Regions from separate parts of the Sus scrofa genome. Here all the other regions are linked to region 2. The links are chromatin contacts, called in public Hi-C and HiChIP or PLAC-seq maps. All regions are on one chromosome and are shown on one strand. The core of a region is the stretch at or near the end of the contact, and the rest is flanking DNA. Distances in the headings are between cores, read along the strand shown. Region 1 has its middle 83 kb from the start of FRAS1. Region 2 has its middle 51 kb from the start of CXCL13. Region 3 has its middle 37 kb from the start of FRAS1.

Region 1 (3,427 bases), core at 539-3,038, 300 kb after region 2:
CAATGATAGGAGGGTCAACAAATCTCTAAGTGTCATAAATTCCTTGAGTGTTAATGTCTCCTCCAATGATTTCTAGGAAATCAATATGTTTTTCTTTGAACTAAAAATAATTACTTTGTTACTCTAAATAAAAGTATTTTTACATACATAGCGAATGTTCTTTGAATGCAAAAGAAGGTTGCCCATTTATTTTTTGGAGGAGAAATGTCAGTTTCACTTTATTAAACATAAATAGAAACACAGATTCCCTATAGTAAAAAGATTAAATAAAAGCAAAACTTCTGAGATTCTCCCACTCAGCCTCTCTTGTGGCTCCAGGTGGATCTTTACACTTGTACAAATATGTTCCTACATTTACAAGGTTAACTGCCTGTTGGCATATGTAGGTTTTTTATATGTAAAAATAGATAGTATGAGCAAGTACTTCTTCCTTTTTTTTTTTTTTTTTTTTTTTTTTTTTGGCTGTACCCACGGCCTGTGTAAGTTCCTGGGCCAGGGATCAAACCCGTGCCACAACAGTGCCATTGTACTGGCAGTGCTGGATCCCTAACCTGCTGTGCCACAAGAGAACTCCTTTTTTTTTCCTTTTTTTTTTTTTGGAGCAAGTACTTCTTTAAGGTAGGTTGCTAAAATAGTATAGTTGTTAAGAGCACAGACCCTAGAGACAAACTATTATGATTCAGATTGTAGCTCTGCTATGTGACTGTATATTGTTGGTGTTGCCCAATGATTTTAAGGAAACTTTTTGCTGACATACATTCATATATGTGAACAACTTGCATTTTCCCCAAAGTGAATGTGTACCTAGCAAATGGATCAAGATGTAGATAATACCTGCACCTCAGAAACCCCTTTGTTCTCTCCTTGTAAACTGCTTCTATTCAAGGTAACCACTATCATGACTTCTAAGACCATGTATTTGTTATTCTTGTTTTGAAATAACAGTGTTATTCATGTAAATGGAGTAATAATTAATATGCACATGTTTGGAAGGAGGCCCAGGTTCATTCAACGTGTTTATGAAATTCATCCATATTGTGTATTTGTAGTTTATTAATTCTCATTGCTATTTGATATGCCATTGTGTGAATATATCACAATTTATCCATTCTTCTGTTGATGGACATGTGGATTCTTTGTAGTTTGAGGTATTACAAATACTACTGATAGGAACTTTCTTATATATTTCTTTTGGTAAAGTTTTAGGACTTATACAAATAATGCTACTTATTAACATTCTTGTCCACCTCTTTTGGTGACCATACGTATACATTTCTTTTAGATATATACCTAAGAGTGGAATTGCTGGATCATAAGTTAGGTATATGTTCATGTATAGTGGGTAATAGTTTTCAGTTTCCAAAGGTAGTTGTACCAAGATAACACCCAGTGGTGAGTAAGAGTTCTAACTAACCCACATCCTTGCCAATAATTGGTGTTATCTTTTTCATTTTAACCGTTTTGCTGAATGTGACATTGTCCAGTAATTTTTGAAGAATATAAAAATTCCGTCTCCCCCACTTAGTGGGGGAGATGGAATTTAGAATATCATTCCCCACTGATTAAAGTTGACTCTGAGTTTGGGCAGCTCTGCCATAGGAGTGAGGGGGTGCTGGCCTGTCAGTTCCCAAGTTTTCTTCCAGGGCCGACCAGGCCTGGCTCTTATAGGCTCTTTCCTGCCCAAGCCCAGACCTGCCCATTTCCCCTAAGCCCTCCCTCTATCTGGGCCCACAGACCCTCTGGGAAAAGGGAACATGTGAGAAACACAATACCAGGGCTTGTCCCTTGGATCTGGGCCAGTGGTCTGGGCAGAGACTGGGACAGGAGCCACAAGAGTCAGTTTCCCAGGAGAGGCCCAGTGCCTGCCTCCCTCCCAGAGTCACCACCTTCCTGGCACCTCTTGCCCTGTGCTCTCTTGGGCCTCGCAGCCCCAAGAGGGTCTTCTCTGCTGTTTGGTTTGGTTTGGATTATCCTTTGTAATAAAGGGCCCTCCATCAAACTCTAGAACCACTGCCCACTCTTTATGTCTAAATTCCGTATTTGGTAAATTAGACGTGTAAAGTTTTAAAATGATTGTTTCTAGTATATTATGCAATTTCAGATATTACTACTCTTAGCTTAGACTGAGGATTGAAAATTCATGGCTCACATTCTTTTATCTGCTATTTCCAACCAGGCAGATAATGACAGATGGTGTGACTTACACCACTGATTTCTATGTGACCCCAGATTTTTTTTCTTAATACGGTGCTCCACATAGTCACACTGTTGAATGGAAGTGTGCTGGAAAATTAAAACACTCTTTTCGTTCTATACCTCAAGGTACAAGGTAATCAGCCAAGTCTAAAAATTTTCCCAAGAATTGCCATTATTTGTTGGCCCTGTATTAGACTGACAGAAACGTGACTCACTCTTAGAAACCCATCATTTAAATCTATTACTTAGCCATGCTAACTGATAAGCTGGCTTGCTTTTATTTTATTCTAGTTAATTTAAAATTTTTTGTTTGCCATTCTGTTTTAATATTTAATTGATTTATTTATCATTTGGAGTAGGAAAAATTCTGAAAAGTCTGCTGTAGCTTCTTAGGTCAAAGCAAATTAGGGGAAATGACTTGAAAGGAAGAAAGATGATACAGATACAGGGTTATACATGAATTCTAAGTTTGGGGGGTTAGGGAGACCTTTCAAGGTTTTCGAATATATTGGTTATTGTATAATATATATTGATTATATGTTGTCTCTTGAAATTAAAAATAACTTCTGGTGGTGAATTAGAAGTAGTATTTTTTTTCAAAGTAGAAAGTTAAAGGATGAGTTGCTTCTTTTAAAATTTGGGTCATGCTAAGATGATGAAGCTGATGATTAAAACCCAAGATAAAAGATAATTAAAACCTGAGGGGAATAAAGAAGGAGGGGGGGATAGATTAAAAAGTAAGAGTTTGGTGACTTAGATGGAACCAGGAGATAAGTTTTAGCAGTAGTGGTTTATGCTCATGTCATATTCCTAGCTCCTTCCCTTGCTAAGTGTGTTACATTGAGCTTTCATTTGCCTTGTGAGTCTCAACCGTTTTGGCTATAACATAATCATAATTGCTTTTATTAACTCAGAGTGTTGTGAAGACTAATCAGGTAACATAAATGAAATTGCTTTATAAAATAAGGCACAATCAATGCTGTTACCATAAATACTAGGACCATATGTGAGCCTCAACATTTATATAGCTCAAACTAGATTTTTAAAAGTCTAGCTTTCCTTTTCTGCCTATAATGGAACAGTGTATACCAGACTTGCCCTCTACCTGTAAACAACTAGAAAATTGGACAAAATATTTGAAGCAACTGTTTTCTGGCCTGGGAAAGCATATGCAGTACAGGAATGTGCTCTCTGAATGGATGAAAACAAATGACTTGTACAAAGCCATCTG
Region 2 (3,334 bases), core at 256-2,755:
ACCTCTGAAGTGACCTGAGCTGCTGCAGTCAGATTCTTAACCCACTGTGCCACAGCAGGAACTCCCAGGGTTTCCTTCACTTTTAAAGAAGATTCCACTTTCTCTGGGCCACTAAGTCTGTTACCACTTGCCAAGTAGTTATATAGCTTCCTTTTCCTCTCAGCATCCTTGCTCTTGGGTTTTTGCCTTTTAAAAATGTTTAAATGCCTTTTTAGTGGTAGTTGAAGATTTCAGGTTCTGTTGAAGAATGGGCCCCACCACAACCGGGGGAGGGGTGGTGCTGGTCTGCTGGGGCCCAGGACTGGCTGGACATCCTCCCACCCCCACCTCCACCCCCACCCCCAGGAACCAGGCCCCTGAGGCCTGCGGCTTGTGCCAGGCAGAATCAGGACCCTCGATTTCCAGGTCAGGAGATGCTTGAGCCAAATCAAATGTTCTTCAGGAATTTCTATCACAACATTGGAACGGAACACATTGGCCATGTAAAGTTGAAATTTTTTTTTAAGAGTGGGAAGAGCAAAAGAAAGATCTTGTTCAGACTTGAAATCTATGGGCTCAGCCCCCAAAGCACTGGGGATGCTTCCTCAGCAGAGAACCAAGGCAGCTACATTTTTTTCCCCCTTGGTCAGTGGTTCCAAATATTTTTGTTACCATGATCCCCTTGTGTTGTGTATATGTCCTCTTGCTCCCTGAATTTTTTGCTCACCTTTTTTTAATGAACGCATCCATTTTCCTTTATCTTACAATGCTCCAGTAAAAAAAAAAAAAAAAAAAAAAAGCAAGCAAGCAAAAACCCCCAGTATGCTCATTACATTTTTCTTGAGGCAAACCAGGCTGTTAACAGAGTGAAGAGTCAACACACAAAATATTCAATGAAAATGATACAAAGCCATTCTAAAAATATCATTAGTGCAAATTCATTTGTGATTCATATTCCAAGTAAGTGGTGAAACTCAGTGATCAGCATTTCACCCACTTTCAGCGTCTCTGCAGCCACAGCAAGGATGGAATTGTTGGCAGCTGGCTGACAACAGCGGTGTTTAATAACACGGTGGACTCCCAGGAATGGCACATTCATCGCCTTCCCCGTGACAGCGCCTTTTCCTTGGAACTGTTCACCCCCCAGGACAAATGTGCTGCCTGTGTACAGAGAGCACCCAGCTGTTGCCTGTCACCATCAAAGTGGCGGTAATACCGGTGGACAAGCTTACCCTGACTCGCCCCCCTTGGCTCTCACGGCCATTTCACTCGCGTCCGCTCTCAAGTCTGGGGAGGAAAGCTCTGGAGCCGCCAAGCCAGTAACATGCAGTGGACAAAAGCAGGAATGACTAATTTGTCCTGGGAAAACATGTCCAGTTGTTAAACCTATTTGCACCCAATTCATCATTTTCAACTGGAAGGTCCTCGGTTTAGAATACGCCTCACCTGGAGTTTCCACTGTGGTGCACAGAGTTAAGGATCCAGCACTGTCTCTGCTGCGGCATGGGTTCTATCCTAGGCCCTGTGCAGTGGGTTGAGAATCCAGCATTGCCTTAACTGTGGCATAGGTCACAGTCGCAGCTTGGATTCAACCCCTGATCCAGGACCTTCCATATGCCTTGAGTGTGGCCCTAAAAAAAAAATAATAAAATAAATAAAAAATAAAAAAGCTCCTTACCTACCTATCAAGTTGGACCATATTAAATTACCAGTAACCAACCATTTCTGAACTACATGACTAGTAATTTCAGTCAACCCAAATCACATCTACTCATCCTTCAGGACCTGGCTCAGGTATCTCCTCATCAGGACCCCTTCTTGGCTTCCCTGATTTAGATGCTACCACTCCGCTCTCACTGCATGCTGGGTATATTACTATGTCATACTTACTTCTCCTCTGTCTTTCCCACCAGAATTAAAGTTAGGAGCCATGTATTACTTACCTTTGAATACCCTACATGTAACTCTGTGACAGGTAAACAGTAGGTGCTCGATAAGTGCTTGAGTAAATGAGACTACCAAAGAGGACAGCCAGCTGGGCAATAACTATGGGTGTCAAAATCCATAATCTCATCTAAACAAACGGTCCCAGTATGGATGAGTCTCCTTGGGTGTATCTCCATTTTTTTTTTCTTGCTTTTTAGGGCCCCACCTGCAGCACACAGAAGTTCCCAGGCTAGGGGTCGAATCAGAGCTGCAGCTGCCAGCTTACACCACAGCCACAGCAATGTCAGATCTGAGCCTCATCTGCAACCTACACCACAGCTCACGCAAGGCCGGATCCTTAACTCATCAAGCAAGGCCAGGGATCGAGCCAGCATCCTCATGGATACTAGTCAGGCTGATTAGTGCTGAGCCATAATGGGAATTTCCAGGTGTATCTCCTTACATACAGCTCCTTGTAATAAAGAAGGAGCTGTCCACCTGTAGCTCTGTGAGAACAAAGAGGTAGTTATCTGCCCCCAACACACCCAAAGGACAATGGCCTGCAAGTACTAGAGAGACTCCTGCTCAGAAAGGAGGGAGAGGGATACACAGAGGAGTCCCTGACTACTGCAGTTCTGAAATCCAGAAGCGGTGGGACTGCTGCAAGTTCCTCCTTCTGTGTCTGAGGCCTGGAAGTAATTCTCCGCAGCTCGTGGCTCTACTCTCCAGGCTGTTCCAGCCTCTGAGTCATCCTTACTTTTTCATGAAAGGTAGCACTTGTTTGTGGCCAAATAATGTTCTCAGCTTGCTTCCTGCCAGAAGAGTTTTGGAAGTCCAGTGGCTTCTTATTTTGTCCTGTCTCTGTCCCTTTCAGTCCCAGCTGGCAGAGTTTCTGTGATACAGTTTTCTCAAAAAGGTGATGGGGCCTCTGTGCAATTCGTTGGGGTTCCCACCATTAGACAAACGCCACACCCATAAAGCTCTTCTAGATCAGCTGTTCCCTACCCTGGGCTCCTGCTGAGAATGAAAGACCATGTTCTAAGTTCCCCATGGGTCCTATTTGTGAGAGTTGTGTCCTTAATCTCTTGAAAGGGACCTTTGTGGACTGAATAACCTGTTCTTTGTTTATTTGTTTTTGTCTTTTTGCATTTTCTAGGGCCGCTCCGGGGGCACATGGAGGTTCCCAGGCTAGGGGTCCAATCGGAGCTGTAGCCGCCGGCCTACACCAGAGACACAGCAATGCAGGATCCGAGCTGCGTCTGTGACCTACACCACAGATCACGGCAATGCCAGATCCTTAACCCACTGAGCAAGGCCAGGGATCGAACCCACAACCCAGGGATCGAACACACAACCTCATGGTTCCTAGTCGGATTCATTAACCACTGAGCCACGAAGGGAACTCCATTACCTGGTCTTTCGACATCTC
Region 3 (3,703 bases), core at 1,027-3,526, 340 kb after region 2:
GACTCTCATCCTGAGTGAAGTAAGTCAGAAAGAGAGACAAATACCATATGGTATCACTTGTATCAGGAATCTAATATATGGCACAAATGAACTTTTCCACAGAAAAGAAACTCATGGACTTGGAGATCAGATTTGTGGTTGCCAAGAGGGAGGGGGAGGGAATGGGATGGACTGGGAGTCTGGGGTTAATAGATACAAACTTTTTTTTTGTGTGTGTGTGTGTTTGGAGTGGATAAGCAGTGAGATCCTGCTGTACAGCATGGGAAACTATATCTAGTCACTTATGATGGAAGTTGATGGAGGTAATGTGAGAAAAAGAATGTGTGTGTGTGTGTGTGTGTGTGTATGTCTGTGTGTGTGTGTGTGTGTGTGAGATTGGGTCACTTTGCTGTACAGTACAAATTGAGAACACTGTAAACCAATTATAATGGAAAAAATAAAAATCATTAAAAAATAGTATTATCAGTTTTTTATTTCCCCAATGCATTATTTTTTTTTCTACTGTACAGCATGGTGACCCAGTTACACATACATGTATACATTCTTTTTTCTCACATTGTCATTCTCCATCATAAGTGACTAGACATAGGTCTCAGTGCTGCACAGCAGGATCTCATTGCTAATCCTTCCTAAAGGCAATAGTTTGCATCCATTAACCCCAAGCTCCCAATCCAACCCACTCCCTCCTCCTCCTCCTTGGCAACCACAAGTCTATTCTCCAAGTCCATGATTTTCTTTTCTGTGGCAAGGTTCATTTGTGCCATATATTAGATTCCTGATGCAAATGATATCATATGGTATTTGTCTTTCTCTTTTTGACTTACTTCACTCAGGATGAGAGTCTCTCATTCCATCCGTGTTGCTGCAAATGGCATTGTTTTGTTCTTCTTTATGGCTGAGTAGTATTCCATTGTGTATATATACCACATCTTCCTAATCCAATCGTCCGTTGATGGACATTTGGGTTGTTTCCATGTCTTCACTATTGTGAATAGTCTGCAATGAAGACATGGGTGTGTGTGTCTTTTTTAAGGAAAGTGTTGTACAGATATATGCCCAAGAGTGGGATTACTGGGTCATGTGGTTAAGCAGTTTTTTTTGTTTTTGTCTTTGTTTTTTTTTTGTCTTTTCTAGGGCCGCTCCCACAGCATATGGAGGTTCCCAGGTAGGGGTCAAATCGGAGCTGTAGCCACCAGCCTACGCCAGAGCCACAGCAATGCAGGATCCGAGCCGCATCTGCAACCTACACCACAGCTCACGGCAACACAGGATCCTTTAACCCACTGAGCAAGGCCAGGGATCAAACCCTCAATCTCATGGTTCCTAGTCAGATTCGTTAACCACTGCACCACGACGGGAACTCCCGATTAAGCAGTTTTTAAAATGATGTTAAGAAAGAATTTTAACCATGTAGGGAAATGCTGATGGTATAAATTAATTGGAAAGAGCTGAATTCAAAATTATCTATATAATGAAATCCCAGTTAACTATAATATGCATAAAGTAATGGATGAAAATAGGGTAAATTATTAATAGTAACTACATAGTAAGAGGGGAGGTGGACTCCTCCTGGCTTGCTCTGAATGCTCCTGTTTTTTCCTATGTCCTAGGAATCCCCTCAGTTCTTGGACAAACTGGGGTGATTGGTCAGCTGTGTTGATTTTAATTACCTTTTTATATGACTTGGTTTCACCCCAAGGTTTTCTAAAATGAGCATATATTAACTGGATAGTCAGGAAAGAACAATAAATTTTTGGAAGAAGAAATGGAAGCGGAGTTCCTGTCGTGGCGCAGTGGTTAACGAATCCGACTAGGAACCATGAGGTTGCGGGTTCGGTCCCTGCCCTTGCTCAGTGGGTTAATGATCCGGCGTTGCCGTGAGCTGTGGTGTAGGTTGCAGACGCGGCTCGGATCCCGAGTTGCTGTGGCTCTGGCGTAGGCCGGTGGCTACAGCTCCGATTCAACCCCTAGCCTGGGAACCTCCATATGCCGCGGGAGCGGCCCAAGAAATAGCAACAACAACAACAACAAAGACAAAAAAATTAAAAAAAAAAAAAAAAGAAATGGAAGCATGTTGGTTGGGACTGTATTTTGGTTGAGGAGAGATGGGACTAGAGGAGAGCATCGCAAATGATGACTCAGATCAAAGGGATTAATCAGGTAGCAGGAAATTTTTAGTTCATTTTCTCATTCATTCAACACTGAACTGTCAGGATACAGAAATGAAGAAGGTGACAATCCCTTGCTCCCAGGAGTTTATGTTCTAGTAGGTTAAGGCATTCAATAAACATGTGCTAGCACTTACATGTTGTGATGAATGCTGCACAGGAAAGAAGTAGAGTGAGGTAATAGTAATGGCATGGGGGTGCTGAAGGGAGAAGGGTGAAGGAAAACTTCTGTGGATTGGTGACATTTGATTTGGGACTGAATGAGAAGTGGCATTATGAACATTATTAATGCAAGTGCAAAACTGAACTGAGTGATTAAATTTCTAGCAACTCACTTCTTGGACCTGGAGATCGGAGATAGAATTCCGAGAACTCGCTCATCTCTGGAGCTAGAATTCCTTGGCACCACGCTCCCAACTCAAATGAACGATAACTGAAAGAGTATGTTCACAGCTTTGAAGTGTGTGAGTAGCTGAGCCAGTTTGTAAAAATGGAGCTTTTTCAGAAGAAAATACATAAATATCAATTATTGGCAACTTTTTCCTAAATATACTTTGAAGCATAACCAAACACCTTGAATTTATAGTTATTCATCAAAACAAGTGCTTTTAAATAGACCAGTGCCTTTGTTTGAATGATCTCATTTTAGCATAAAACTGCTTAGAAGCAATACACATTTCAAAGGAGTAAATCATAGCATAAGAGACTCTGTGCCCTCCTTCTCTTCATCTAGCAAATGTAGGACTCCCCCAAATGAAGGCTGAGCATGCAGTTTACAGGGGAGAAAAACAAAGCAACCAGTCTTGCAAAAGTCAACAGAGCTTCTTCTGGAGTCATCAAACTAGTAGAAATAATGTCTCCTCCAAAGCTCTTCTTAAACATCAAGAGCCTCTTTCATAAAAAGAGAAAATAGGTTCACAGGACTTCTTGGCTTTTCATCAAGATAGATAAGTGACAGAGGAAATTATTCAATAAAAGCAAGGAGGGATCACCCTGGAGCAGGGGACAAGATCTAGAAACAAGAGGGTTTTTTTTTGTTTTGTTTTTTGTTTTTTTTTTTTTGGTTTTTTTTTCTTTTGTTTTGCTTTTAAACTAGCAGAGCTTGATATATTCCTAAGGTCTAGCCCAGGCAGTAAATTAGGACCAGGGTGTCATAGTATGTTTTCGATTTTAGTGCTAAAAAGACTTTTGTACTTGTTCTTCCTCATTCCTCCTGTTTCTTTTCAAGAATACTCTTTAGGAAAAAAATTGTTAAAATGCTTATCAAACAATTTTCATGCTTTAAGCTGATTATGAACTTGGACTTTAAGAAAGGAAATAAGCAGTAGGATAGATTTTTTTAAATCCTCAGAAACATTCCTTTGGGGGAGATGCTGTTTTGGGTAGCAGTTCAGCTTGGGTGTCAGTGTCTGCTGGTAGGCTTATCGTAACTGAGAACACTGAGCTTTTCTTAAAAAAAAAAATTCCTTTGCTGGAATGAATAATTGAAAATGCTGAGCCATTAAAACTTCAAAGATTAATTTCTCCATTAATGG

Evidence for each region. A called contact is a pair of places that touch in the nucleus more often than the background predicts. HiChIP or PLAC-seq counts read pairs in DNA pulled down with a chosen protein or histone mark.
Region 1: a Hi-C map of skeletal muscle shows a contact between it and region 2, with 4 times the contacts expected there. The contact joins two enhancer-like sites. A contact is called at or near these places in 2 of 47 Hi-C or Micro-C datasets (fetal heart ventricle and skeletal muscle).
Region 3: an H3K27ac HiChIP or PLAC-seq map of skeletal muscle shows a contact between it and region 2, with 4 times the contacts expected there. The contact joins two enhancer-like sites. A contact is called at or near these places in 1 of 47 Hi-C or Micro-C datasets (skeletal muscle) and 1 of 2 datasets of contacts at active chromatin or transcription factors (skeletal muscle).

What each region holds. Positions count from the first base shown.
Region 1 is chr8:73,417,458-73,420,884 of Sscrofa11.1, forward strand. It overlaps a transcript of MRPL1 not described here. Among named protein-coding and RNA genes, the nearest start is that of FRAS1, 83 kb to the right of the region's middle. Within about 2 kb of position 1,789, at least 3 of the 83 cell types and tissues checked have an H3K27ac peak or open chromatin away from gene starts, as enhancers often do. A contact at or near this core is called in skeletal muscle, where this site is marked.
Region 2 is chr8:73,121,031-73,124,364 of Sscrofa11.1, forward strand. No RefSeq gene overlaps it. Among named protein-coding and RNA genes, the nearest start is that of CXCL13, 51 kb to the left of the region's middle. Within about 2 kb of position 1,506, at least 2 of the 83 cell types and tissues checked have an H3K27ac peak or open chromatin away from gene starts, as enhancers often do. A contact at or near this core is called in skeletal muscle, where this site is marked.
Region 3 is chr8:73,463,350-73,467,052 of Sscrofa11.1, forward strand. No RefSeq gene overlaps it. Among named protein-coding and RNA genes, the nearest start is that of FRAS1, 37 kb to the right of the region's middle. Within about 2 kb of position 2,277, at least 1 of the 83 cell types and tissues checked has an H3K27ac peak or open chromatin away from gene starts, as enhancers often do. A contact at or near this core is called in skeletal muscle, where this site is marked.